7 separate regions of the Mus musculus genome follow, and all the other regions are linked to region 5. A link is a contact called in public HiChIP or PLAC-seq, Micro-C and promoter capture Hi-C data. All regions are on one chromosome and are shown on one strand. Each heading gives the region's core, a stretch centred on a gene start, on an enhancer-like site or on the middle of the called end of the contact. The rest is flanking DNA. Distances are from core to core; before and after follow the strand shown.

Region 1 (3,743 bases), core at 1,085-3,584, 330 kb before region 5:
GTTGGTTCATATTGTTGTTCCTCCTATGGGGTAAGAAGATGTTTTAAGGTGAGTAAATGCAAGTTATGAAGGTTGGAGGGTCTAAGAAGGTGTTAAAAGGTCAGTAAATGCAAACAGAGGATGGAAAAGCTTAAATGGTGATAAGAAAAGGATTTAAGGGAGCTGAAGAGATGGCTCAGTGGGTAAGAGCACTAGCCGATCTTCCAGAGGTCCTGAGTTCAATTCCCAGCAACCACATGGTTGCTCATAACCATTTATAATGAGGTCTGGTGCTCTCTTCTGGCCGGGCAGAACATTGTATACATAATAGATAAAACTTTTTAAAAAAAGAAAACGATTTAAGGTATATGTGCTTCAGATTTCTTTCCCTTATCCACTTGACACAAACCCTCTACAGAACTTTGAACTCACTGAGACAGGACAAATGGACTAGACATTGTGAATATAACTCTTACCCCGACAGTTCTCACAATTAGTATATAGTTTACTGATGTTAGAGATAGAGCCATTCTTGGGCTAAAAGGGGAAGAAGTTGGGATGATTAAACCCACACATATTGCATCAAATGCCTATGTAATTGTGCCCTGCATTTTCAGTTGTTAATTGCTATGCTGGCAGGATATTTAATTACTGTCATTTCTATGGCCTATTACCTGCCTTTTTTTTAAAGATTGATTTATTTATTATATGTGAGTACACTGTAACTGTCACCAGAAGAGGGAGTCAGATCTTGTTAGGGATGGTTGTGAGCCACCATGTAGTTCCTGGGATTTGAACTCAGGATCTTCAGACGAGCAGTTGGTGCTCTTAACCACTGAGCCAGCTCCCAAGCCCGATATTACCTGCTTTCTATATGTAAGTGTTTGTCCTTCCTTGCCTGCCACAAAGGTGTTTCTCTGAGATTAGCCTGTTAAAAAGAAAGCTGCCTGGTGAAGGTCAAAAGCTGCCAAAGCCAAAAGACAACACAGAAATATGGACCGGGCGTTGTCCTGCTGCTGATTGGCTCAGACTAGGTGTTGTCCTGCTGCTGATTGGCTCAGACTAGGCGTTGTCCGTTGCTGATTGGCTCAGATTGGATGAGTAAGGCGTGTGGCCTTTGAGGACTAGAGTTGACTGTTGGAGTCGGGGCAGGAGGAGAGAGAGACAGAAGCAGAACTGAGCAGGACAGGGAGGTTGAGCAGAGAGAACGCCAGGGACTCGTAGCAGGGAAGTCGCGTTGAGTCTGGAGGGTTAGCTGAGGGACTGCCCCAGCAAACAGGCAAACAGCCTTATACTATACAGATGTCTCTGTGTCTCTGTTATTAAACCCACGTGGGATCCCACAAGTTCTGAAGTATCCATTGTAAGCCACTCTGTGTGGAATCCAGTCTCCAGACTTGAACCGTTAAGATATGATCTGCAAAAACAAATTTGTCTCCTCAGTCAGCGCTTTTATCCTAAATTAGGGTTTAGCTAACTGGAAAGATGGCTCAGCAGTTAAGAGCTCTTTCTTACTCTTCCAGGAAGCCTGAGTTAGGGTTAGGGTTCCCAGAACCCACATGACAGACAGCTCACTACTGTAATGTCAGCTCCAGAGGGATCAGATAACCTTCTGGTCTTCCAGGGCACCTGGCATGCAAGTGACGGCACAGACATACATACCCATGGGCGAAACATCTATCTATACACCATGTTAAAATCCACAAATAAATCATGAGCTGGTGAAATAGCTCAGCAGGTTAAGGCATTTGCCACAAAACCTGGCACCCGAATTCAATCCCTCTGGGTCCTACACATGGGAGGGAGAGAACTGTAAACCCTATATACCACTCCGTGCCAGCCTCCACCTCCTGCCTTCCGCCACCGCCCTGCTTTTTCTTGGGTGAGCTGGGTTTGGCAGAGCACACCTTTCTTTAATCCAGCCCACGGTAGGCAGAAGTCAGCCTGGTCTACATAACCTATTCCAGAGCAGCCAAAACGATCTAAAAAAAATTCAGGTATAATGTTGGTTTGCTTGATTTTTGGTTTGGAGACCAAGTCTGACTCTGTAGCCTAGGCTAGCCTGGAATTTACTATGTGATCCAAACTGGCTTCGAACTCGTGAATGGCCTCCTGCTTCAGTCTCCCAGCAAGGGGCTGTCTTTCAAAGGAGCGAGCAAACCAGCCTCTGGCTACGAGGAAAGACCCACGTATGCCTCAGGTGAGCGGCTCTTCCAGCCACATTCAAGATGGCGTCGACCCGCAGCCCGCTCGCGAGCTCCGGCAGGAACACACTTCCGCCTGCCACTCCCAACATGGCGCCCCCGAAAGCGTCCGGGGGCGGGGCCGAGGGAGGAAGTGGGCGTGACAGGGACGGAAGCCGAGCAGGGTTTGGAGCTAAAACAGCGGGGAGTGGGGACAGCGCTGTCCGCTGCTATGATTCCCCCGCAGGAGGCTTCCGCCCGGCGGCGGGAGATCGAGGACAAACTGAAGCAGGTGACGCTGGGGAGAAAGTGAAGGAAAGGCGCTCAGGGGCATCGAACCGGGGTGGAAGGGGAGATAGGGTTAGGCGTAGGCCGTGGTGCTGGGTGCTGGGTGCTGGTGGTCGCCTTTCACCATCGGCTTGTGGTGATGTCCTCCTCTCTGCCCCTCGCAGGAGGAGGAGACGCTGTCGTTTATCCGAGACAGCCTGGAGAAGAGCGACCAGCTCACTAGGAACATGGTGAGTAGCCTTTCAGCTGGGAGGCTGCCGCCAGGCTCCTGAGCCCCAGAGGAGGGGCGTGTGATGGACGTGTCCTGCGCCTGTCCAGGGACTCCAGCGTGGGTAGTAAACAGTGGGCATATCTTGCAGCGATGGGTATCTCTGCACCCCAGTTTCCACCCCATCACCGAGGAAACCGCTGCCCTATACCTGTTACTGTCTGTCCTTCTGCAAACATTTCGTGATATCCTGTACATGGCCTGGTACTGGCCCCGTGTCATTGTCAAATTCAAGCGAGGCGAGGCAGCGAAGTCACAGGGGCTTTGGAAGCAAAACCATCTCAGAGAGTTAATGCGTCTTAGATCTACCCAATGTCCTACAGCTTACTATGTGGTTCCTGGTGGTAGGCCTTGAGTTATGGTTAATTTACCTGGTAAAGCAGACAATGTCAGCCTCCCAGTGTGTCCGTGGAGGAAGTCTATGCATGCTTCCCAGTGTCTGGTATACAGTAAGATGCTTTAAAAGTGCTTGCATTTGTATTTACACAGTAATAAAATACTTGTTGAATGAGATTTGCCCTTAGGGAAAGAGGTTGGCTGTTTGTTTGAGGTAACAGTAATATATTTGCAACTATTTTGGAGGAAGCTACTTTCTGTTCAGTCTAGGAAAACTTCAGAGAGAACAGAAATTGAGATTTGACTTTCAAGGGTAGAAAGGAATCTATCCTGAGGTGATTGAAAAAAAAAATTTATTATGTATAGTGTTCTGGTTGTATGTATGGCCATATGCCAGAAGAGGGCACTAGATCTCATTATAGATGGTTGTGGTTGAGCCGCTATGTGGTGCTGGGAATTGAACTCAGGACTTCCGAAGAGCAGCCAGTGTTCTTAACTGCTGAGCTGGCTCTCCAGCCTGATTATCTCTTTTTGCAAATAAGCAAATTTATTTTATGTGCATGAGTGTTTGCATGTGTGTATGTGTCCCACAAATGAGCAGTGCCTGCAGAGGTCAGAAGAGGCTGTCATATCCTGTGGAATTGGAGTTACAGGCAGTCAGTTGTAAGCTGGCAGATGTGCGTGCTGAG
Region 2 (3,467 bases), core at 230-2,729, 440 kb after region 5:
GCAAGGAGGATTAAAAAAAAAGTTAGAAAAGGAGAGTTTAGAAAGTAGATGATATTGGAAGGGATTCATACGTCCCTGTAGAGGAAATATAGTAATTTTTAAAAGTCTATACTAGCTGCAGTGGTGGCACATGCCTTTAATCCCAGCACTTGGGAGGCAGAGGCAGGGGGATTTCTGAATTTGAGGCCAGGCTGGTCTACAGAGTGAGTTCTAGGACAGCCAATGCTATACAGAGAAACCCTGTCTCGAAAAACCAAAAAAAAAAAAAAAAAAAACAAAAAAACAAAAAAACCCAAAAACCAGAAAAAGTCTGTACTAAAACTCAAAGAAACAATTAAAATAAAGTTTAATAAAGAAAAAAAGATTAAGGTGTGCTACCACTGGCCTAAGGTGACAGAAAAAAAAAGCCTGTTTTGTGCAGAGTCGAAGGGAGTTGAGTAGGGGTGAGAAACGGGACGTATTACTGGTTTCAGCAAAGGTGACCTTGTGGAGAGTTCTAGTGGAGCTAAGAGGACAACAACAGATTGCAGTGGATTGAGGAGTGAGTGGGAGTTGAGGGGGTGGAGCAGCTGGCATGGGCATTTTTTCAAGCTGTTTGGTCGAGAAGAAGCACTATGGTGGTAATGTAATCGTGGTATTTCCCCCCTCTGTGGGAACACAGTAGTAGAAGAAAATACAGGGGTACAGGAAATAAAAACACCAAGTGAGAGCCACAGGGTGGCATGCACAGCAGAGGGCAGGATTTTCTTCAAATGCGAGGATCCTACTCCTACTTTGTACTGGATTAAGGGACGAAATGATTGATGGGCCCGTGAGCTTCAGGTTGGGTCGGCTCCCCTGATGGACTGTGTTCTCTGGAAGTTGGGAGGCAGGCCACAAGCAAGGAATCCTTTGAGTGGCTATAAGAACAGTTTTCCACAGCAAGAGTAGGGTTCCCAACAGGTTGGAAGACATTTGAGGCTCCCGGGTGGGAAGCTGGTTGATGGGGAAGGACGAAGGGACTGGGAAGTTTGATGTGCAGGGGGGAGTTGCATTTGTCCTACTGAACAGGAGTTTTTCTCACAACCCGCTGCTGCTTTTTTGATGGAGATGCCCCCTTCTACGTGGAGTTGGCCTTCCGTTCTCGACCTAGGCTCACCCCACGTCTAAGGCCACGCGCCTTCCTGTCCTCGCCGAGGACCAGCTGGAAGCCATTTTGATTATGCTCCACCAAAGAAGGAGGACAATACAGCCCCGCCCAGAGCCAGGCGCGCCCCCGCGGCGGGACTGGTGCGCGTGTCCGCGCCTCTTCCCGCCGACCTGGCGGGCGCCTGGCCCAGGCGGCGGAGGCGCGGGCCGTGGGGGGGAGGAGGAGGGGTGGTTATGTAAGCGTTGCGCGCTCCCGCGAAGCGGCAGCCAATGAGAAGCCCCGGATGCTCGTGCTCGCGCACGCAGGGCGGGGGGAGGGAAGCGCACGACGTGCGCGCGCCCTCTGCCTCGTCCACCGCTGCCGCCTCCTCCTGCCGCTCCTGGTGCTGCTTGTGCGCTCCCTCAGTGCGGACCCGGTGCCTCTTTTGTGAAGCGGCAGCTGAGGAGACTCCGGCGCTCGCCATGGCCGACGAGAAACCCAAGGTGAGCTCGCGGCGGCCGGCTGCGCCTCACCGTGCGGACCGGTGGGTGGCGCGGCCCGGGGTCCGGCCGAAGCCCGCCGCGGGCTTCCCTGCCTGCCCGGGGCCCCCCACGGGGCCAGCGGCGGCTCAGGCCCGGCGCTCCGCGCCATTTTCCTCTCTCGCTCTCTTCCTCCCGCCCGCGCCCGAGGAGGCCCGGCGCCCTCCCCCGCCCCCAGGCCCTCGGAGCGCGCGCGGCGCGGCGCGAGGCGGGCAGGCGGCGCTTCGCGGGAGCCCGCGGGCCCGGCGGCCCCGCGCTGGCTCCTCGGCGGCGCCCGGCGCGTGTAAGGAAAGCGTTGGGCGCGCGGGGTCTGGGGCGGCGGCGAAGGCGGGAGTCGTGCGGCCCGGGGTTTCCCTCTCGGGGCTGGGGCCGCGCCGGATCGGTGGTGTGTGCTCCGGCAACCCCGAGTGGGGGATTCCAGAGTCGGTCCGGCTCGAGGCCCAAGGGGCCCGCGGGGGAGGGGCTGCGCTCTCCGCCGTGCGCCCAGAAACCCGCACCCTGGCGGGAACCATGTGGCTTGTTGTGGTTGGAGGCTTAGGTGCGAGCAGAGAGACACGGGCTCAACTTGAGAACGCGCCCTCGGAGGCACGGGCTACTCTTGGCTGCGGACTAGGGGACCAGCATCAGTCCAGGGCAGGGCACTCTCTGGCCCCGACTCTATTTGGAGGGGGACACAGGATGGACGAATCGAATCCTTGGACATAAACATTTGATTTGCTGAACTGCTGTTGGGGTTGCAATGTACGGGAATACTTGCACGAAGACTGTATTGCAGCCATGACAGCAAAGGAGAGGGGGAAAATAAGCTCTGAACTGAAAATGAAGCAGTTATATAGTCGAACGTTAATCGGAAGATGTAAAAAGGGAGACTCGGGATATCCCTCAGTTGAGTGTGTTCGGTTTTTTTTTTTTAAAGATATGTTCATTTGATATCATTGAGCAGAGTTTGCTAACTTTTATCAAGAAGGTAGCAGTAAAATTTGAAATACAAGGTATGGTTTTCTCACTCCCACCCCAAACCGACTCTAGTAGTTGTAGCTTTGAAAAGAGAAAGGACACTGGTGTTTATGGGAAGCGACAAATTTGGGCGATGACAGGAAATAATGCCATTTTAGAAAATTTAACCTCAGATGCATCACAAATTATGCAAGGAGTTTCTAAGTGTATTGTTGCCTTGCTAGTATCAGTGCTTCTGTACCAGACTTGTAACACTTTGTGCAGGGTTTCTGATCTTTCAGCCCAGGGGCTGGGAACAGCTGTATGCTGTTGGAGAGCCTGAGAGAAACCTGTTGATTCTGAAGCGTTCGGGCCCGCAGCTTCTTTAAAGGTGTTTGTGTTTCACAGTTTCCAAATTACACTCTTATTTTTCTTTCAACAGGAAGGAGTCAAGACTGAGAACAACGATCATATTAATTTGAAGGTGGCGGGACAGGATGGTTCTGTGGTGCAGTTTAAGATTAAGAGGCATACACCACTTAGTAAACTAATGAAAGCCTATTGTGAACGGCAGGTGAGGAATTGATAAGTGTACTTCCACTTAATAATCCATGTACACAGCCGAATTAGGAGTAGAAAATGTACCATCACAGTATTGCATGACTATTTTTGTTAAGATGCATGTGATTATATTGTATGTACATTTGCAGGTAGGTTTAATATTATGATTCTTGTGCTAAACCAGTAATCCCTCATTAGATCCATAAGACTACAAGTTCCCAAGGAGATGTCTGCACTTGAATGAGGGGGGAAAGTGGATTAGTATTTGGTGGGGTTTTTGTTTGTTGTTGTTTTTTCCCTTTTATTATTTAGACAATGCATTC
Region 3 (3,721 bases), core at 317-2,816, 480 kb after region 5:
ATAAAAAGAATAAAGGAAGAAAAGAAAAAAATTGTTTATTTTATTTTTTTAAAAGGTTCTATATTTTATTACTAGACAAACACCCTAATTTAAGACATGAGCAAGTCTCCAGGTTAAAAATGTTGAAATCTGTCTGGTAGGACTGATTGCTGACCACAACTCAGTATAAACCCTCAGTCTTGCCATTGTGTGAATCCTTACAGACCCAGCTTTGTTCTCCTCCAGTGTCTTCTAAGAGAAGAGTTGAACCTGACGTTGTTACCAGTTTTCATCCGGATCCACTGAGGAATGGGGCGATTTTGCTTTTGTTTCTTGGCCAGGAATCGCTTGATTCGGAAAGTCTTGTGAGAAGACATGGCAAGAAGCCGAATCAGGCGTAATGCGCAGGATGGCAGAGGAAAGGAGAACCGAATCAGGCGTAATGCGCAGGATGGCAGAGGAAAGGAGAAGAGCTTTTTTTATTTTTAATTTCATTTATATGAGTACACTGTAGCTGTCTTTAGACACACCCGAAGAAGGCATCAGATCCCATTACAGATGGTTGTGAGCCACCATGTGGTTGCTGGGATTTGAACTCAGAACCCGGGGAAGAGCAGTCTGTACTCTTAACCGATGCTGAGCCATCTCTGCAGCCCAAATTTGTTTAAGATAAGGTCTTCACTAAGTAGCTCTGGCTGTCTTGGAACTCAGAGGTCTGCCTCCTGGGTGTGAGGATTAAAAATGTGCGCCACTACACTCTGCTCCTTTGTTGTTTTAAACTGGCTTTTCTTCAAGTGAGATGTCGGGCTCCATGCTGACAAACTTCTGCCATGGGTTAGAAGTCATGTCTTATCGGGGTGTAGCAGTGCCCACCTTTAAACCCAGCACATGGAAGGCAGAAGCAGGCAAACCTCGGGGAGTTTGAAGCCAGTCTGGTTCACAGAGTTTCAGGACAGCCAGGGCTATGTGGAGAAACCCTGAGTCGGGGGTGGGGGGGGAGTCATTACTCAAATCTGCATTTATAGGTTGGAAAATTGATGTGATGTCGCCATTGACTCTGAAATCTACAAGAATAAGTTGTGTCTCTGTGTGTGAACGCTTAACATTTTCTAGAGGGACATACAAGTTTTCGATTCTACCGGAGACCTCGGGTCCACAGGAAAAAGTAGTGGACGCAGATTGAAAACAATGTTACTGTTTCAAACCAAGTCTGGCTTATGAGTCCGGTCTCTTGAGAGCCCAGCTCATGCCCAGCTCATGCCCACGGTTGTCTTTAAGGGGTCCTTCTCATCCCTTGAACTGGGAGACTCACGATCCTGTCAGCTTCCAGCCTGGACAAACATGGGAGAGGCAAAGGATGCATTCAGCATGCGAAGCAGGTTCCCCATTGCCAAGAAAGTATTTCGGATCTTAGAGGTTATGGGAGAGGGATTCTGATGCTGCACATGAGCGGCAGCCCCGTAAGGGACGCAATGCCATCCTGGGCACCTGGTTGGCCACTCTGTGCAAATGAACAAAGTCCGGCCCGCCCCTACCCCGGTCCCGGAAGCTTGTTTCCGGGTCTGGCATCTTCCGTGCTTGCCGCTGTGCTCTGCGGAGACACCGGGCGTGGCAATGGCGGTGAAGCGGCCCGTGCGCGTGCTGGTGGACATGGACGGCGTGCTAGCTGATTTCGAGTCCGGCCTCCTGCAGGGTTTTCGCCGCCGCTTTCCCGAGGAACCGCACGTGCCGCTGGAACAGCGCCGGGGCTTCCTCGCCAACGAGCAGTACGGAGCTCTGAGGCCGGACCTGGCGGTAGGAGACCCGATGGGGAACCTCTAGGCTGAGTTCTCTTCTAGGCAGCCAAGCTGTGCGAATCCACAGTTCACCCCCGAACCAGAAAGCTTGAAAGGGTACACACACACACACACACACACACACACACACACTAGAACCGAGGTCTCCTGCAGAATCTTTGTGTGTGTGTGTGTCCTCTTTGGGGCTCCCCCTACTGGAAAGCAGGAGCGGGACCAAGATCTCTCTCTTTCAGGAAAAAGTGGCCAGTGTGTATGAATCTCCAGGCTTTTTCCTAAACTTGGAGCCCATCCCTGGGGCCTTGGACGCTTTGCGAGAGATGAACGACATGAAAGAGTAAGGAGGGTGAGGAGGGGGCGGCGGGAAGACGGCCAGTGCCCCAGGCCTAACTGCACCCCTTCTCCGCAGCACCGAGGTCTTCATCTGCACCACCCCACTGCTGAAGTACGACCACTGTGTGGGCGAGAAGGTGCCGGCGCCTGCGCTGATTTAAAAAAATAAACCAGAAAATGGGGGCTGGGTGAAAGGGGTCCCGCGTGTTTGAGGGCTAGTCCCACTTAAGCCCCCATGCCTTACTTATCTTGCATTCTGAGCCTAGCAAGTTCCACTGACCTCTCCCCACCCCTCCCGCCTATACAGTACCGCTGGGTGGAGCAGAACCTGGGGCCAGAGTTTGTGGAGCGGATTATCTTGACTAGGGACAAGACGGTGGTCATGGGAGACCTGCTCATTGATGACAAAGACAACATTCAAGGTTGGGCCAGCCAGTTAACCTTGACAACCCCCAGGCATCTGGCCTGCTGGGATTAAGGAGGAGTAAAAATGACCCAATTACAGAGCGCACGCTGTCTTTACTGCCCAGGCCTAGAGGAGACCCCAAGCTGGGAGCACATCTTGTTCACCTGCTGCCACAATCAGCACCTGGCCCTGCCCCCCACCAGGAGACGGCTGCTTTCCTGGAGTGACAACTGGAGGGGGATCATTGAGAGCAAGCGAGCCAGCCTGTGAAGGACCCTGAGGTGGACAGGACCCTGCCTGGACAGGTGACTTTCTTTAATCAGGGAGCCACTTGAACAGACTGCTTTCCGGCTCCTCCCAGGAGGCCTACACGGGAAAGAAGGAGACTAGCACACAAATACAGTGGAGAAAATCAGGAGGTTTTTAATAAAAATAAAAACCAAACGCGAGGCTTTGGATCTTTGATGCTCCTTTTCCTTTTCAGCTCAGGATGGGAGCGGGAGCCTTCCTTCATCCAGTGGCTGTACGACAGCCCCTCTCCAGCCCTTGTAGATCTCCTTCCTCAGCTTTCGTTGTCCATCTGAGGGGGGACAATGCTGAGTGATCAGGGCCCCCATTTTCCCTAAACTCCACTTCCTGTCAGGACTGCTCTTCGCTTATCCCCTAATTCCATTTTTTCTTCTCAGTGGCAGAGGAGGGCGGGGTAACCAGTTACAGGAGCTCGTTAGACTCTATCGGACCTTTGTGGTCAGGAACTCACTAGGTGGACCAGACTCATCGCTATCCCGCTCCTGTCTCTCAAGGGATTAGATTAGAGGTTGGGCCGCCATGGTCCCCTGACATTAGTTTCTAGGTGTCTTTATGGAAGGTCTGCATCTGAGTCCTGAGGGGTTGACAGTACCTACTGGAGGCTTGTGGCTCCTGAGAGAATGGCAGGAAGCAGACTGGGATAGCCCATGAAAGGTTCATGTTCAGGGCTCCCACCCAAGTGTCAGAAGATCTGACCCATAGGCAAAGGGGGCCAGAGCAACTCTTTTGAAAAGACAGGGATGCCACACTTGGCAGCTGGCACATGAGTGGTCCACAGCCTGGTAAAACAGAAGTCACTGTCTTGCTGTCTAACCCAAGGATCCTATGTAGGGCCTCTCCAGAGAGACAAGGCATGCCCGGGTGCCCTCAGTTCTCCTTCATTCTGCTCTCACACCTGTAG
Region 4 (3,828 bases), core at 992-3,491, 370 kb after region 5:
CATGGGTCCAGGACTAGCCCAGACAATGGCAGGTAAGCACAGTCCTTTACCAAGAGTTCAAAGCTTAGGCTACACAGGACACTGGACATTTTGTCCTCTACCTATGGCATTTACACGGTGGGCCTCAGACAAGCAGATTCTGACAGTCCCCAATTTCTAGGGTTATTATACTTGGCCTAACTCTGGGCACTCCCGTCACACACTCCCACCCCGACCCGTCTCACACACAGGCTCCCCACTCACCTGGTAGAAATGGCCCCCTTTGAGGATCGGCACCAACCCAATCACAGGCTCACAGTTTTTGAGTGCCTCGTGGAAGATCCTGTAGGGGTTCCGTTCAATGGTGGCCTGTTCCTCCGCAGAGGCAGCACGGTACTTTTCAAACTGCTTCCTTTTCACAGCTTCCAGAGTCTGCAAGAGACGGAAGAGGCTGCTCGGGCCCTAAGTTTAACCAGCTCACCTGGGAGTGCTGCACACTCATGACTGCACGGGGCGCTGGAGGCAGGAGAGTCAGGAGGTGAAGGTTATCCTCAGGTGCACAGCAAGCTCAGGCTAGACTGTGTTCCACGAGACCCTCTTTCAGGAAAGCCAGAGTTTAAGTGCCTCCTGCTCTGCTAGACCATGACCCCAAGAACAGGCCGAGATTATTTGTTCTTGTTTTGAGACAGGGTTTTCCTGTGTAGTCCTGGCTGTCCTGGAATTCACTGTGCAGATCACGTTGGCCTCAAACTCACAGAGATCCACCTGCCTCTGCTTCCCAAATGCTGGGATTAAAAGTGTGAACTACCACCACCCAGGCAAGAACTTTTTTTTTTAATGTTGACAGAATGGGAAACTTCTGGGGACTCTGTGTAGCTCTGGCCGGGGTGAAACTAGCTTTTGACCATCCTGGCCTCAAACTTTTCCCAACTCTGCCTCTTTTATTGTTAGGTTGTCCCCCCACCCCACCCCAAGACTGGATCTTAATATACAGCTCTGGCTGTCTGGAACTCAGAGATCTGCCTACCTCTGGCTCTGTTTTGATTGTTTTTAAGACAGGATCTCACTAAGTAGCTCTGTTCCAGAACTCACTCTGTAGCTCAAGCAGGCCTGACTTATCTCTGCTTCTCGAGTGCTGGATTCAAATGCCTTCTCCAGCGATGGGATTTGAGGTGGGCACCACCAATCTCAGATCTTGGAAATTTTAATGGCAGGAATAGAAACCTGTTTTCTAGTTTTGAAGCCATGGTGTAAAACGCAGACACCAAGCCTGAGGGAAAAGAAAGACAAGCTGAAGAGGAAGAAGCGGCCTTACCTGAGCCATGAGAGACCGGGCCAGAACTTTGTTGCCTCCCTTCATCATCATGTTGGTGAATTTGCTTCAAGGAGAAAAACATGGTTAGCTTTCCCGGGCTGTACTCCGGATCCCTCAGCAGAAAACTGCCCCAGGTGAGTTCCAGCCCACAGCAGAGGAGCATTTGCGCCAAACCTGATGACCGGGTCTGCGAACACCGAGCTGGTTTCAGTCGCGGCCGCAGCTTTGATAAACTGGGTTTTCTTGAGCTCCTGGTCATACTTCTCCTCTTCGGTGAGTTCCGCCACCGGCTTGCGGTAATATTCCTTGTCAATCAAGGGCTCCCGGAATTCGGGGGCATAGCGGCTCCCCCTCACCTGTGTGAGCCTGGGAGTGGGGCGAGGAGGAAGCAGACAGAACCCTACGGGTGAATCTGTGACTCCACAAAAGTGAACAAGCTTGACTTAACAGTAAGCCGCAAGTGCCATCACGCTGACGAGGGACGGTGGCGCTGGGACCGCCTGCTAACCTGACAGCAGTTCTGACCCTTGTCCCAAGAGGTAGGCAGCCCCCACCCCGAAACTGGCCACTGTTCCGTCGCAAGCCAGTTCTCCGATCTCTAGCAGGGCCGCACTCTCGGCTCCGGGTAGAACCGATCTAGGTCATCCCGGCCTGTCAGGCATAGGACAGGGTACTAAGCCCCCAAACCGGCCCGTTTAATGGCTGGAGTCAGCCATCTCGGCGCCCCGAGTTAGTGCCCTCCCGCGCCAGAACTCAGCGCAGCTCGCCTGCGGCTTCTTTCCTTTCCCCAGGTCCTCCCGTGAAGGTCCGAGCGGCGGTCCCGGCTACGCGCTGCCTTCTCACCCTGGAAGGTTCCAGACGGCGCACCTCACTCCCAGGGCCAGCCCGGACCAGCGAAGCGGAGCGCGCAGCGCGGGGGCAGCCATCTTGGCCGCTGTCAGGACCTCGGAGGGCTGCCCACAGCGCGCCTGCGTGAGTGAGCGACAGGACACGGATGAGAGCCTGCGCACTTTCCTCGGGCGTGGGTTTCCCTTCAGAGGTTCCCTCTGAGGAAGAAGCGAAGACACATCCTCGCCCTCGCGGCCTCCGACGCGGTCCGGCGCGCCCGTGGACCGCAGCCCTCGGCGCGCTCAGGCCCCCATGCGGGCCCCGCCCCCGCCCTGCTCGCGCAGAACCTCGCGAGGCTTGAGGGCGCAGGGCCGGACCGGGCGGCTGCAATATGGCGGAGGCGGAAGGGGAGAGCCTGGAGTCCTGGCTGAGTGAGTATCCGGGGCCGCCTCTACCTGACCTCCAACCACGGGCCTGCCTCCTCCCTCCCTGCGCCATCCCCTCCGCCGCGGCGGCCCGCGGCAGTCCACACCCGGCGTCGCCTCGCGGCGAGCATCCGGCGCTCACACCCCTTGCGAGCAGCGGCCCTTCCCCGCCGCGCGTCCTCAGGCTCCCGCGGGTGACACCTGCAGCGCGAGATCCTGCAGGCCCGGAAAGCGACACCCGGGCGCCTTGGGCTGACAGGCGGGCGTCGTGGGGAGGTTGAGGTGGGGCTGCACCCAGCCTGTGCTCTGGGACCGGGCATTGGACAGGTCCCTCGGGGAGGGTTGAGCGGTGCCACGCCGCACACACAACACAGCTGGCAGCTTCCAGAGTGGGACCATCCTCAGTGAGGATGCTGGAAGTGAGAATTCATTTCCAAAGCGCGACTACAGGGAACAATATACCACGAAGCGTGCTAAATATGTACTGAAGGAACACACATGCGCGCACACACACACACATATATGCACGCACTCATTTTAACGAGATAACCCGCTCTTGAGTAACTCAAAAAACAATGACTGCTGCTATATCGACGTGTTGCTATCTTTACTAATTTGTACATTGCTCCAAAGGAATAAGGTTTAACGTTAGCGGACAGTTCATCCAGGTTATTTAGTAAGGGTTAATAAGGCTGGTTAATCACGCCTTATCAAGGGTCAATAAATTAACTTTACTAAGGGCTAGCCCCGGGAGAGCCTCTGAAATGGAGACGAATCAGGTAAGACGTCTTTGTAGAGCCCTGAGCTGGAAATCCTTTACGGAATACAGTTGTCTCTTTGATGTCTTGAGTGTTGTTCCTAGAGGCATGGCCTTCCTTAAGAACTACTGTTCAGGAGATTGAAATTAGCTTTAAGGGAAGCTACATCCCAAAAGAAAAGTAAGATCACAGTTGCAGTGTCTGATGTTTGCGGGCAGGGCATAGAGCCATCTCCCTATATGTGACAGTTCTCTGGGGAGTGTACAGTGCTGGATTACAGGCATTGGCTAAAATCATTTACCCAAGGATCCCAGTGTCCAGTCAGCTGTGTATAGACCAGGCTGGCCTCGAACTCACTGAGATCCTCCTGCCCCTGCCTCCCCAGTGCTAGGATTAAAGGTGTGCACCACCACGCCCAGCTCCCCTTCTTGAAAGATGAAAATAATTGGAATTGTAGACCCAGTATCTCACTTAATGAAACAGGTTCTGTGGCCACAATTCAAAGAGGACATTCTGCCTCCAC
Region 5 (3,621 bases), core at 355-2,854:
AGATGAGGCACTGAGGCTGTGGAGCCTCCCATTCCAGCAGTCAGCACTGGGAGGGTCTGGCGGGGATTTGGGGGCAGTGTAGATTCCACACTGAACCTACACACACACACACACACACACACACACAGGAACTATATAATGTAAAGGCCTAGGCAGACACTCGAGTGTTTGCTTCGACCCAAATTGTATTTTAAAAGTTCTAAAAGTAGTCGCCTAGTATAGAAACAAGATTCCACATAAAGACTAGGACTGAGGATGCCATCACAGAGTGTGTAGCCATGGCAGGCTGGGCCAGACAGGACAGCAGTTCTTGAAGCTGTAACAGCCCCTTGCCTACCCTGTCAGCTATTGGAAGTCAGAGTTAAGGAGTCAAACGCTCATTTTCTGCTGTCCATTCTCTCAGCCCCCAGGAGACTCGATTTTCACTTTTAGTGAGGGTAGAAACAAACGTGCCATCTGGGTTGAACCTATGCTCAGGGTGTGGCAAGTCTGTCAGGAAGAAGGAAGAGGTCTGCCCCTACCCTTGGGAGCCACCTGGAGTCCCGGGCCACAGTGACAGCCAGAAGGCTCCTCCAAGGATCGTGGGAAAGAGTGTATGGCGGGGCCAAGTGCTCGCGGGACTGCTGGATGAGATTCTGAAAGGTCCCCCAAACAAAGGTGCCTGGAGCGGGCTTTGGGAAGAGAGCAGGCTGCGGGCCAGCCAAGAGGAAAATCAGGGACTCCCCACGCCTGACATGCACCCGGGTCACCACACAGCAGGTCCTGTCAAGCCGGACAAGAAGGGGGCTTGCTGCAAGGTAGTTAAGTTGTTCCTCTACTGTCTTCAGATTCAGGGGAGGTAGCACTCAGAGGGCTGGTGAGCCCCCAGCCTCTACCCACTCCTATTACCCACCTACCCAGTGTCCTTTTCTAGCAGGGGTATCTGATGTTCACCATTCTTTCCCTAGATCCCAACTACCCCGCTCCCAGCTGTCCCCTTCCCACATCCTGGCAGGGTTGGCACCTGTCCTGGCAGCATGGGCAGAGGGAGCCAGGGCCTGCCAATCTTCAGGGAAGGGAAGGGAAACAAAAGCCCCGGGCGGGAGTGGGTATTCACTTTCCTCTCCAGCCCTGTTGTCCCGGGGCACCGGGGCGGGCGGTGTGCCCTCGGATCTGCAGCGGGACCTGCACCTACCTTAGTGAGACTACCTCGGACTTGGGCTGCGTTGGGTCGAGCTGAGCGCGCGGGCGAGCCCGGCGGGACAGCAGGGCGGGCGGCGGCGGGCGGGAGCCAGCAGCGCTTTATGGACGGGCGGCGCAGGTAGGAAGGAGGCGCTGGTGAGTCAGGCGGACTGCATTCCTGCGCGCTGCGCGCACCTGTCGGGGCAGGAGCTGGGGTGTCGCCGCAGCCGCCAGGCCCGCCCCCCGGAAAGGGCTGCGGCTCAACCGGCGCCGGCCCCGAGCCCCGAGCCGCCGCGGAGGGGGCTGGAGGAGGAGCCACTCTTCCCTGCAGCACAGACCGGGGCTCCGTCTTCCCCACCCGTCCAGGCTCCCAGATCGGGTCCCCGGGCCGCTCCGGGTCGCGGGTCCGCTTCTTAATACAGTGAGCCCAGCTGGGTCAGTCCCGCTGCCTCGACGGTCATCGGGTCGTGCACCACCCTCTCCGTGTCAGCGCGAGGATAGGTCGTGCCCCAAACTGGTAGGGAGACTTAGCACTCTTGGACTGCTGGCCACTGGGTTCTCTCTGCCTCTACTAGAGGAACCGATAGGCAAGGACTGGGGCCTCTAGGTTTCTTCGGATACTCAAATCTCCTTAAAATGTAATTGTAGCCATCAAGAGGCCACGTGACCTAGTGTGGAGTAGCACTCATGGATTGTTACAGTGTTGGTGACAAGCTGATTCACAAATCTTACTCTTGCGGCAGGCTCTCGAGTGCCTTCAGGCCCCGTTTCTGTTTAATAATGAGTCCGTTGAGGCGCTGCAAGAACCCAACTCTAGTCTCACCAGGTTAGCTAATGCTCACCGCTGGCACTGGACCTCCTCAACCCGTGGGGGCTTCAAGCTCGCCAAGTGTCAGAGCCAGAGTATGCAGTCTGAAACTCAGCCAGATTTATCCTTATATTTGAAGACCCTGAACTAATGTTACAAGATCTTTAGTTTTCTTCGGCTTTGCCACATCCTCTGTTGGTTTCTAAGTCTGGTCGGAGAATATGGCCTTTTCCCACTGTGTAGTCCAGGCTAGTCTTGAACTTGGGGTAATTCTTCTGCCCCTGCCTTGCAAGTGCTGGGATTACAGGCATCCATCACCACACCTGTCCTTTTATTATCTTCCTTTTGATTCGGTGCTTGGTATGGAACATAGGTCTTCATGCGTATCAGCCATGTACTCTACCACTAAACTAGACCTCCAGACCAGAGTATGGCTTCTTTATGGCATTTGCTATACTGGTTTGAAATGATCATCCCACTGGACTGTGGACTCGGAGAACCCATGTTTTCTGCCCCAACCTGGGGTAATCCAAGTTAGGAGAGGTGGAGAGGCCTATGCCCAGGTCTGGGCTAGAGAGAAGGGAGGTTTTTGTTTTTTTGGTTTTTTTTTTGTTTTTTGGTTTTTTTTTCACCAGCCCAGCCCCAGCCCTGGTGCCTGGTACATAGAGGAGTTAAAAAAAAAAAAAAAAAAAAGTGTGATTGGGTAAGATGTCTTAATGGGTCAAGGTGCCTGCTGACAAACTTCATGACTTGAGTTTGATTCCTGGTGGGACTCATTGTCACAAGGTCTCTGTGGTGTGTACATCCATCCCACCCTCTCACATAAACAAATGAGTAAAACGAGTCTGTTGGGGCACTGCTGTTGTGTAGCAGGCCTTTCATCCAAGCACTCAGGAGGCAGAGGCAGGTGGATCTCTGTGAGTTCAAGGTCAGCCTGGTCTACATGGAGAGCTTCAGGCCAGCCAGGGCTATATAGATTTTGCTTCAAACATAATACAAATAAAAATGATTTTTAATAGCCCTGTCAGCCCTGTCCAGCCATCTGAGGGCTGTTCTGCACAGGCCAGGTCCCCAGGGAGACTTCCTCCTGAATGTGGGGGCACTGGGGAAGGAGCCCAGTATGTTTTCGGCACTCAGATGTATGTTCCAGGCCAGCTCAGTTCCTTGTGGACATCAGCCACTCCAGTAGGCACCCAGTCCAGTCTGGAAAAGAAGAGCTCTACACATTGATTTAAAAATAGTTCTTTGCAGCTGGGTGTGGTGGCGCACGCCTTTAATCCCAGCACTCGGGAGGCAGAGGCAGGCAGATTTCTGAGTTTGAGGCCAAGCCTGGTCTACAGATTGCGTTCTAGGACAGCCAGGGCTACACAGAGAGACCCTGTCTCAAAAACCAAAAAAACCAAACCAAAACAAAACCCCCAAAAAACCAAAAAAAAAAAACAAAAATAGTTCTTTGCAGGCTGGAGAGATGGCTCAGTGGTTAAAAGCACTGACTCCTCTTCCAGAGATCATGAGTTTAATTCCCAGCAACCACATGGTGGCTCACAACCATCTGTAATGAGATCCGATGCCCTCTTCTGGTGTGTCTGAACTTACATAAAATATTAAAATAAACATTTAATAATCTTTAAAAGACAATAAATCTTTTTTAA
Region 6 (3,619 bases), core at 875-3,374, 360 kb before region 5:
CTGCCCAAGAGTTAGGATCACAGGCCTGCACCACCGCACAGCTCTCCTTTCCATGGTAATCCCACTGTTAGGGGCTCTGCTGCGCTGCGGGACGTGGGACAGGCTGAGCTTCAGATCCCATGTTGCCCCTTCTGAACACCCTGCTTCCCGTCTTTTACTTCCTCAGCATCCCGAGGGCCCCTCCCTCCCACACTTAAGGTTTACACCAGTGTAGGCTGAGCAATATCCACACCTCCTCAAAAACCAGAACAGAAACAACAGGGAAGTTCCCTGAGCCTGGGACGGCTGCACGGCTGCACGTAGCCCTTCTCCCCTGGCAGGCAGTAGGTAAGCGGTGTTCACAGTGTGGTGTGACCTGGGAGGAGGGGAAGAAGCTGAGATGAAGGAGATTCGGGTAAACAGTAGCCACAGTGGCCAGGAACCCTCGAAAAAGCCATTATAATCAGCCCTTCCGTCTCCCTTCACAAGTGCTCAGCCTGAATTCCATAATCCAGGCACCCAGGTTAGCATACCCTTTGCTCTGCCTTGCTCATTCCGCCCCTCACTCTGCCCTTTTACTTCTTGGCAAGCAGAAATAGCCCATTCACAGGGTGGCCCACTGTCAGCTGCCACACAACCCAGTCCATTTGGGAACCATCCCTTTCTTGGGGCTCAAATGTACAGAGTCAGGCATGTTCTCCTGGTGCCGTTGGCTCCTCATCACACAGTATCTGCACCTTTCCATGCTTGGTACTGCCCAGATCTTGGCCTCCTCAAAGAGCCTTTTTGCTTTACCTAATTTCATCCCACCAGAGTGTCTATCCCCTGTGACATCTGCCAGGCACAGACTCAAACCCTAAGCCATCCATCCCACTGGGGAACTAGTCCTGTCCATCTGGTGTTGGCGTGCTGGCTGCACACTTTGTTTTAGGGCCTGAACACCTGTGTGTATGTGTGTGTGTATGTGTGTGTGTGCGTGCGTGTGCTCTGTATGTGCCATCTGTGTACCCCTCACATTCATGGAGTACACTTATAGGCACATTACAGTGGGGACATCAAGATGCAATATTTATGGATTGCTGCATGATTCTTAAAAGTGAATAAAACTGTTTACAGGGGCAAGGGAGCCATTAATTACAACGTGAATTCGTTTGTGAACGTATTCGTTTCAGTCAGTGGCTCAGGCTCTTTTTAGTATTTCTGCAGACCTGGGTACAAGGCCAGCTCCATTCCTGACTGCCCTACCTGCTTCTGCATCTGCCTTAAACCCGATCACTTCCAATCCTGCAGCTCGTCAATTATTAAAGAACCCCAAAGCTGATGGCAATAGGGAAAGCTAGGGCCCAGAATCCCTTATGCTTAGTAGTTCCCATCACTTAACCAGTTCCTGGCTAAATCAGTAGAACAAATGACCTCTTTGAGAATCTTGCAGGCCCAGGGCTTTTCTGTTTTTTGCCGGCTGGCTCTGCTTCCTAGACTGTCTGAAAGGGCAGCACCTCCGCAGATGCCCCTGGAATGCCAGCTTCCGGGAACTTGAGCAGGGTGAGTGGGCGAGCTGCTTACCGGGAGACGCTGGGTTACCCTACCCGCCTCGGTGTGTCTGCGAGCTGTGTGGCCGTTTCTGCGGATTATAAGCGACAGGTGGCATCAGAGAGTCAAACTTGCCTGTGGGCACCAGAGAAGACACTCGGGGACCAGGGAAAGGCCCCAGAAACCAGACAAAGGCCACTGGCAGCCCGGTGAGGGCAAAGACTTCAAGGGCACGGTTCCCCGAGACTTGGTCTGCAGAATCCGGGGCTGGGTCCCCTCAGCGGTCAAACCCGACGCGTTGGGGGAGGGGTTCCCGGGGCCTCGAGCGGGAGCCGAGCACCCGCCGTGAGACCCAGCGCGGGGCCCTCGGGCGGGAATGCACAGAGTCGGATCTCGGTGGCGGGTAGGGGGCTGGGTGGCGCGGGAGAGGGCGGCAGAACCAGAGAGTTCCAGAGAGTTGCCGCCAGAGGAGCTGCAAGGGCCCGCGGTCTCCTTGGAGACGTACTGGCCAATGACAGCAGCGGAAGCTGTTTATGGGGGCGGGGCGTCGCCATGGCAGCAGAAGAAGCCTTCCGAGCGTCTACTTAATGCCGGTCCCCGGGCCGTCGGCGCTCAGAGAAGCGCCGTCGGGCGAGGGGGGGGGGCGCGAAGAGGGGCGCCAGCACAGCCCTCGAGCTGGGGACAGAGAACCGCGGGAGGTGGGAGGAACTTCTTCCAGAACCTTCCTCTGGCTGGCTGCGCTCTGAGCCAGGTAAGGGACTGGGAGGGCTGTGGACCACGGGATGGGAGGGCGTCGGGACCTGCTGGCTATCCAGTCCATCGGTCGCCCACAGAAGTAGTGGGGCCACGAAAATGAAATCTGAGGAGTTCGGGAGATCGCTTCCTGCTCCTCCATAACTCGGTCCTGTGACCTTCCTTTCCCGAGACCCTTCATCCTAACACCTCTTTTCAAGGATCAGATGACCTACTTTGCCCCAGCCGCGTCGTACTGACCCCCCTGGACTATTGGGATGTGATCTTAGTTTCCCACTCTTTGGGGAAAAGAGTTAGTTTGGGCCTTCCTACCCTCTTCCCTCATTGTGGCCAACAAACCCTTCAAGGGCAGATGGAGAGAGGTGGAGACGCAGGATCAGACCAGGGTCCTGTGTTTCCCTGACCTCGCCACAGGCTGCGGGGATGAATGTGAGGGGCTCCCCCCCTAAGGCGCCTCTTTCCTCTCGGGGTAGGGGAAGAGTGTTCAGTTCCGTGGTGCTCCCGCAGGCCTCACATTCGTGTTCGGAGGAGGCGACCCCCTGGGTCGCAGAATGGAAGTGAGTGTTCTGGAGACTGTGTAACTGGAGTCTGGGTTACCAGCGGGCCAGAGAGCGCGGCGGGCCACTCCGGCTCAGCCTGTGGATGTTGACCGCCCCTTCGGAGAGTCCCCGCAGACATGGCGGAGAGCTGGCTGCGCCTCTGCGGAGCGGGTCCCGGAGAGGAAGCCGGGCCGGAGGGCGGCATGGAGGAGCCGGACGCCCTGGATGACAGCCTGACCAGCCTGCAATGGCTGCAGGAATTCTCCATTCTCAACGCCAAGGCTCCCACTCTTCCCCCAGGAGGCACAGACCCCCACGGCTACCACCAAGTGCCGGGCTTGGTGGCGCCCGGGTCACCGCTGGCGGCAGACCCTGCCTGCCTTGGGCAGCCGCACACACCCGGCAAGCCCACATCGTCGTGCACATCTCGAAGCGCGCCCCCGGGGCTGCAGGCCCCGCCCCCTGACGACGTGGACTATGCCACCAACCCACACGTGAAGCCACCCTACTCCTATGCCACTCTCATCTGCATGGCCATGCAAGCCAGCAAGGCCACCAAGATCACTCTGTCGGCCATCTACAAGTGGATCACGGACAACTTCTGCTACTTCCGCCATGCAGACCCCACCTGGCAGGTAGGGGGAGGAGAGGTGCGGGTGGTGGCCACTCCCTCCTCACGACCTCCTTCTGGCACTTAGCCAGGCTCGCATACCAGATCTGCAAGGCCAAGGAGACACCTGGCTGTGAGGTCAGGCCTCATGAGAGGCCTGACCACTCTGCCAGGTTCTGAAACTGCTCCCTTGTCTGGAGCCAAGGCC
Region 7 (3,727 bases), core at 1,045-3,544, 310 kb before region 5:
GGCGCGCTGGGAACCTGAGCCTGCAGCTACTGGGTCAACTGTGCGCCAGAGGTAGTGCAGGGTGCGCGCATAGGTCAGGCTGAGCACCAGCACTGGCAACAGGTAGCTAAAGACAAAAGTGCAGAGGTCCATGGCGCGACGTCGTGGTGCGCTCCACGCTGGGTGGCACACCGTCAGATTGGCCAGCTGCGACTGACTGTAGTAGCTCAGGTAGGGCCCGGAGAAGAGCAGTGCTAGCCCCCAGATGAGCCCGATGGCCGCCAGCGCGTTTCGAGGTGTGCGCAACTCTCGGGAGTGCAGCGGGTAGCGGATGGCCAGATACCTGAGTGGACAGTGGGGCGGGGGGGACGACGACGACAGGTAAGCGAAAGGATTCACTAATTCACTGCTAGACCATTACCAACCCTGAGAATGTGGCCACTGACCTACCACGCGAAAGGGCATCCCCAAACCACCGAAAACTAAAAGTTGTAGAATATGCCAGGACTTCTGGGGGCAGTGATTATTATCCTCTTGTGACAACCGAGGGAGACAGATCTCTAATGCCTGAGGCTCTCTGACAGACAACCCGGAGAAGACTTGGGTAGAGCAAGGAAATCCCTGAAGAAAGCTGAAGTTTTGTGCGTCCCACCAGCGGACTCAGAACCCACATGTTGCACTCAGTGGAAAGCAGAGAATGAGGATCTCCGCCTCTCTTCACCGCTCTACTGTGGGAAGGGCCAAGTGATGCGAAGGGGCAGGGAACTAATGACATCCTTCCCAGGACCTGTTTCTAGTGTCTTTTCCAGTCACGAGTCCTTCAGAGCATTCTGGAAGTTTCTCTTTCTGGGTCCTTTAGCTAGGGAAGGAACATCAAACCGCAGGCGTCTCCGGGCGGGGAGCCTTGGCCTGGAAGGCTTTAGACGTCCGCTAGGAGCCCTCACTCCCGCTGCCTTGGACTTCAGCATGGGTCTATCCAAAGTACAGCTCAGTCCTAAGCCTAAAGCCGGACAACGCTCCAGGTGCTGAGCTTGGGGCCAAGAAGCAAATGCCTCTCTGCAGCTCTCAATTAGCATTTGAATACTGGCAAGTTACTTTGCAAGCCAACTCTGGTCTGAGTACTGCAATGTTTCTGAGAGACTTTTAGCTCAAGCAACAATAACGTAAAGACCCCAGAAATCCGATTTCTCCAGCCTTCGAGGTCTGAGGACCGACTTAATCAAGGGACACTCTTAGTCACGGAGTCTTAGTCCCCTTTCCCCTTGCGTTTCACGGCCTCGGGCCACTTTGTAATTTTAGTGTTCTCCCCGACTACGCATCCCTTCTGGATCCTTGCGTGGCGACTCCAGTGCAAGCTCCTACCTGGGTACCCAGTTCTCAGACACCACAGAATGTTCACTCACCTGTCCAGCGAGACAGCGGCCAGCGTGAAGCTGCTGGCGTGCATAGTGAGGAAGATGAGGAAATGAACGGCCTTGCAGAGCAGTGAGCCAAACACCCAATCGTCCAGGGTATAGATGGTGGCCTGGAAAGGCACGCAGCACAGGATGAAACACAGGTCGGCCACACCCAGGTTGAGGATGAATAGGTTCGTGGTGCTGACCGCCTGGCCGCCGCGCAGCAGCACCGCCAGCACCAGCGCGTTGCCCACAGCGCCCACGAGGAAGATGAGCGCGAAAAATAGGGGTACGAGGACCGCCTCGGGCTGCCAGCCGCCGCCACCTTCCTGGCTCGAGTCCTCCGCCCCCTGGCTGTCCGAGCCATTCATGGTATCACCAAAGCAGACGCCGCCCTGGCTCCCGCAGCCGTCCGGGTCTTGGTGAGCGCGTAGCTCCCTGGCTGCAGCGCCCCAGCAAGACTGTCGAGCTCCAAGAGCCAGAGCAGGGGTGCGCGGGGGACGGGAGGAGGAGCGAGCACCCAGAGTATAGGATGGTACCCCGCTCCGGCCTGCAGCCGAGAGAGGAGCTGTCGAATGACCCTGACTCCATTTGGCTCCCGCGCTCAAGTCCTGGGACCCGCTCTGCTTTAGACTTGAGTCGGTCACTAGCGAGTCACACTGTTCCTGGATTGGTGGAGGGAGCAGGGTGCGTGTGGGACATGGGGCGCCTTTAAGAGATCCATCCCATTCTTGGAATGAGGGGGCTGACACAGATTACTGGCCCTGTGGTTGGTCACCCCTCAACGCCCCCTTCCCCCAAACACAAAGTGTTATGGCCAGCCATATTTCTAGGCCTCTCCCATTTCTAAATCCTTGGAATACCTCAGCCTGCCACACAAGGAACTCCAGAGACCAACCCAGAAGAGGCAGAAAGGAGGGCGGTTTTTTTTTTTTTTCCTCCTTGTTTTGAGACTGGGTGTTCCTGTGGAGCCAAACTAGCCCAGACTCACCCTTTTGCATTAGCTTCTGTGGTACTGGGACTTTAGCCATGCGCCACTATGTCCGGCCAGAATGGAAATTTTCATCTTTTTTTTTTTTTCATCTGCTAAGTATTTTCCCTCCCTCTTAACCCAGAAGTTCGCTGAATATGTACTAGTATCACCTTGTCTGTGACCCTCTCTTCCCTTGTCTGGGATGGAATGGTCTGGAAACACTGCCTCAAAGAGGTGTGAGGTAAGAAATACTAGAAGGGTTGGAGCAAGGCTCAGCGGTTAAGAGCACTTGCTGCTCATGCAGAGGACCCAGGTTCGGTTTTCAGCACCCACATGGCAGCTCTCACAGCTGCTTGTAACTCCAGTTCCAGGAGATCTGGTACCCTCTTCTGCTCCATGGGCTCCTGAATAAATATGATGCACATACACTCACAAAGACCCATGTGCGCATGCACGCGCGCGCGCGCGCACACACACACACACACACACACACACACTGAACAAATAAATCAAATATAGGGAGATGTAAGACTAGAAACCAGTTTATTAATGGATCAAATCTATTAAAGCATTCAATCTTTATTTAAAAGGGGGTGGTGGTGGTGAAAGATGGTTCAGCAGTTAAGAGCACTGACTGCTCTTCCAGAGGTCCTGAGTTCAATTCCCAGCAACCACATGGTGGCTCACAACTAGCTGTAATGGGATCCAATGCCCTCTTCTGGTGTGTCTGAAGACAAAGACAGTGTACTCATATAAAATAACTAAATAAATCTTTTTTAAAAATTCAGTTCTTGGCCATAAATATTCTTTTCCTAAAACTGGGCTTTGTTGACCCAGACATGGAATAACAGCACTCTGAGGACTGAAATGGGAGAATTGCAAGTTCAAAGCCACCCTGGATTGCAGAGTGAGTTGCAGGCTAGCCTGAGCCACCAGTGAAATCCTGTCTTAAGAGGACTGGGATGTTCCAGGTGTGGTGGTGCACACCTTTAACCCCAATCCCCAGGATGCAGGCAGGAGGGTCAATATCTGTGAGTTGGAGGCCAGCTTGAGCTACAAAGAAAGGCATTATCAAAAATAAAAATAAAGAAAAAAGAATGTGATAATAGTTGTCATCATATGTGTGTCCCCTGGGGATTGAATCCAGGGCCTCAGGCATGCTTGGTAAACACTCTGCCACCAAGTCATATCCTTATTGCAGAAAAACATAATTTAGCTAGATGTGATATATATATATATATATATATATATATATATATATATATATATATATATAGTGTCAGCTACTTAGGCATCCAAGGCAGAGGACCATTTGAGTCCAGAAGTTCAAAGCCAGCCCAAATAAAACAATGAGACACTGTTAAAAAGAAAACAAGAG

The links. Hi-C and Micro-C count contacts between places; a contact is called where the count stands out from the background. HiChIP or PLAC-seq counts read pairs in DNA pulled down with a chosen protein or histone mark. Capture Hi-C pulls out chosen DNA fragments and counts their contacts.
Region 1: a contact with region 5 is called in a promoter capture Hi-C map of adipose tissue. The contact joins the promoter of Exoc7 here to the promoter of Itgb4 in region 5. A contact is called at or near these places in 2 of 39 promoter capture datasets (cranial neural crest and liver), 1 of 115 datasets of contacts at active chromatin or transcription factors (pancreatic cancer cells) and 1 of 9 other capture datasets (adipose tissue).
Region 2: a Micro-C map of embryonic stem cells shows a contact between it and region 5, with 4 times the contacts expected there. The contact joins the promoter of Sumo2 here to the promoter of Itgb4 in region 5. A contact is called at or near these places in 2 of 39 promoter capture datasets (liver and pre-B cells), 1 of 484 Hi-C or Micro-C datasets (embryonic stem cells) and 1 of 115 datasets of contacts at active chromatin or transcription factors (bone marrow-derived macrophages).
Region 3: an HNF4G HiChIP or PLAC-seq map of pancreatic cancer cells shows a contact between it and region 5. The contact joins the promoter of Nt5c here to the promoter of Itgb4 in region 5. A contact is called at or near these places in 4 of 39 promoter capture datasets (the C10 cell line, liver and pre-B cells), 3 of 115 datasets of contacts at active chromatin or transcription factors (bone marrow-derived macrophages, pancreatic cancer cells and pro-B cells) and 1 of 9 other capture datasets (embryonic stem cells).
Region 4: a FOXA1 HiChIP or PLAC-seq map of pancreatic cancer cells shows a contact between it and region 5. The contact joins the promoter of Mrps7 here to the promoter of Itgb4 in region 5. A contact is called at or near these places in 4 of 39 promoter capture datasets (embryonic stem cells, hippocampal neurons and liver), 5 of 115 datasets of contacts at active chromatin or transcription factors (embryonic forebrain, embryonic midbrain, embryonic stem cells and 2 more) and 3 of 9 other capture datasets (adipose tissue, embryonic stem cells and pancreatic islet).
Region 6: a contact with region 5 is called in a FOXA1 HiChIP or PLAC-seq map of pancreatic cancer cells. The contact joins the promoter of Foxj1 here to the promoter of Itgb4 in region 5. A contact is called at or near these places in 2 of 39 promoter capture datasets (liver and pre-B cells) and 1 of 115 datasets of contacts at active chromatin or transcription factors (pancreatic cancer cells).
Region 7: a promoter capture Hi-C map of liver shows a contact between it and region 5. The contact joins the promoter of Galr2 here to the promoter of Itgb4 in region 5. A contact is called at or near these places in 3 of 39 promoter capture datasets (hematopoietic stem and progenitor cells, hippocampal neurons and liver), 2 of 115 datasets of contacts at active chromatin or transcription factors (bone marrow-derived macrophages and pancreatic cancer cells) and 3 of 9 other capture datasets (adipose tissue, embryonic stem cells and liver).

Annotation. Positions count from the first base shown.
Region 1 is chr11:116,305,325-116,309,067 of GRCm38.p6, reverse strand. It overlaps Exoc7 (exocyst complex component 7), which reads left to right and starts at 2,334. Exons shown (of 20, transcript NM_016857.4): 1 at 2,334-2,454; 2 at 2,615-2,680. The coding sequence starts at 2,395. Gm26730 (a long non-coding RNA gene) reads right to left here and starts at 2,204. Exons shown (of 3, transcript XR_389166.1): 1 at 1,887-2,204; 2 at 843-1,396; 3 at 1-23.
Region 2 is chr11:115,534,242-115,537,708 of GRCm38.p6, reverse strand. It overlaps Sumo2 (small ubiquitin-like modifier 2), which reads left to right and starts at 1,479. Exons shown (of 4, transcript NM_133354.2): 1 at 1,479-1,611; 2 at 3,026-3,157. The coding sequence starts at 1,591.
Region 3 is chr11:115,489,659-115,493,379 of GRCm38.p6, reverse strand. It overlaps Nt5c (5',3'-nucleotidase, cytosolic), which reads left to right and starts at 1,566. Exons shown (of 5, transcript NM_015807.1): 1 at 1,566-1,773; 2 at 2,009-2,109; 3 at 2,182-2,242; 4 at 2,413-2,527; 5 at 2,636-2,955. The coding sequence starts at 1,594. The coding sequence ends at 2,781. It overlaps Armc7 (armadillo repeat containing 7), which reads right to left. Exons shown (of 3, transcript NM_177778.5): 3 at 2,914-3,721. It also overlaps the pseudogene Gm11694.
Region 4 is chr11:115,602,553-115,606,380 of GRCm38.p6, reverse strand. It overlaps Mrps7 (mitchondrial ribosomal protein S7), which reads right to left and starts at 2,241. Exons shown (of 5, transcript NM_025305.3): 1 at 2,138-2,241; 2 at 1,469-1,660; 3 at 1,295-1,358; 4 at 244-411. The coding sequence starts at 2,220. Gga3 (golgi associated, gamma adaptin ear containing, ARF binding protein 3) reads left to right here and starts at 2,465. Exons shown (of 17, transcript NM_173048.3): 1 at 2,465-2,553. The coding sequence starts at 2,514.
Region 5 is chr11:115,972,708-115,976,328 of GRCm38.p6, reverse strand. It overlaps Itgb4 (integrin beta 4), which reads right to left and starts at 1,604. Exons shown (of 40, transcript NM_001005608.2): 1 at 1,175-1,604.
Region 6 is chr11:116,333,859-116,337,477 of GRCm38.p6, reverse strand. Foxj1 (forkhead box J1) reads left to right here and starts at 2,124. Exons shown (of 3, transcript NM_008240.3): 1 at 2,124-2,260; 2 at 2,770-3,436. The coding sequence starts at 2,939. Rnf157 (ring finger protein 157) reads left to right here. Exons shown (of 19, transcript NM_027258.1): 19 at 1-1,133.
Region 7 is chr11:116,279,506-116,283,232 of GRCm38.p6, reverse strand. Galr2 (galanin receptor 2) reads right to left here and starts at 2,294. Exons shown (of 2, transcript NM_010254.4): 1 at 1,383-2,294; 2 at 1-322. The coding sequence starts at 1,747.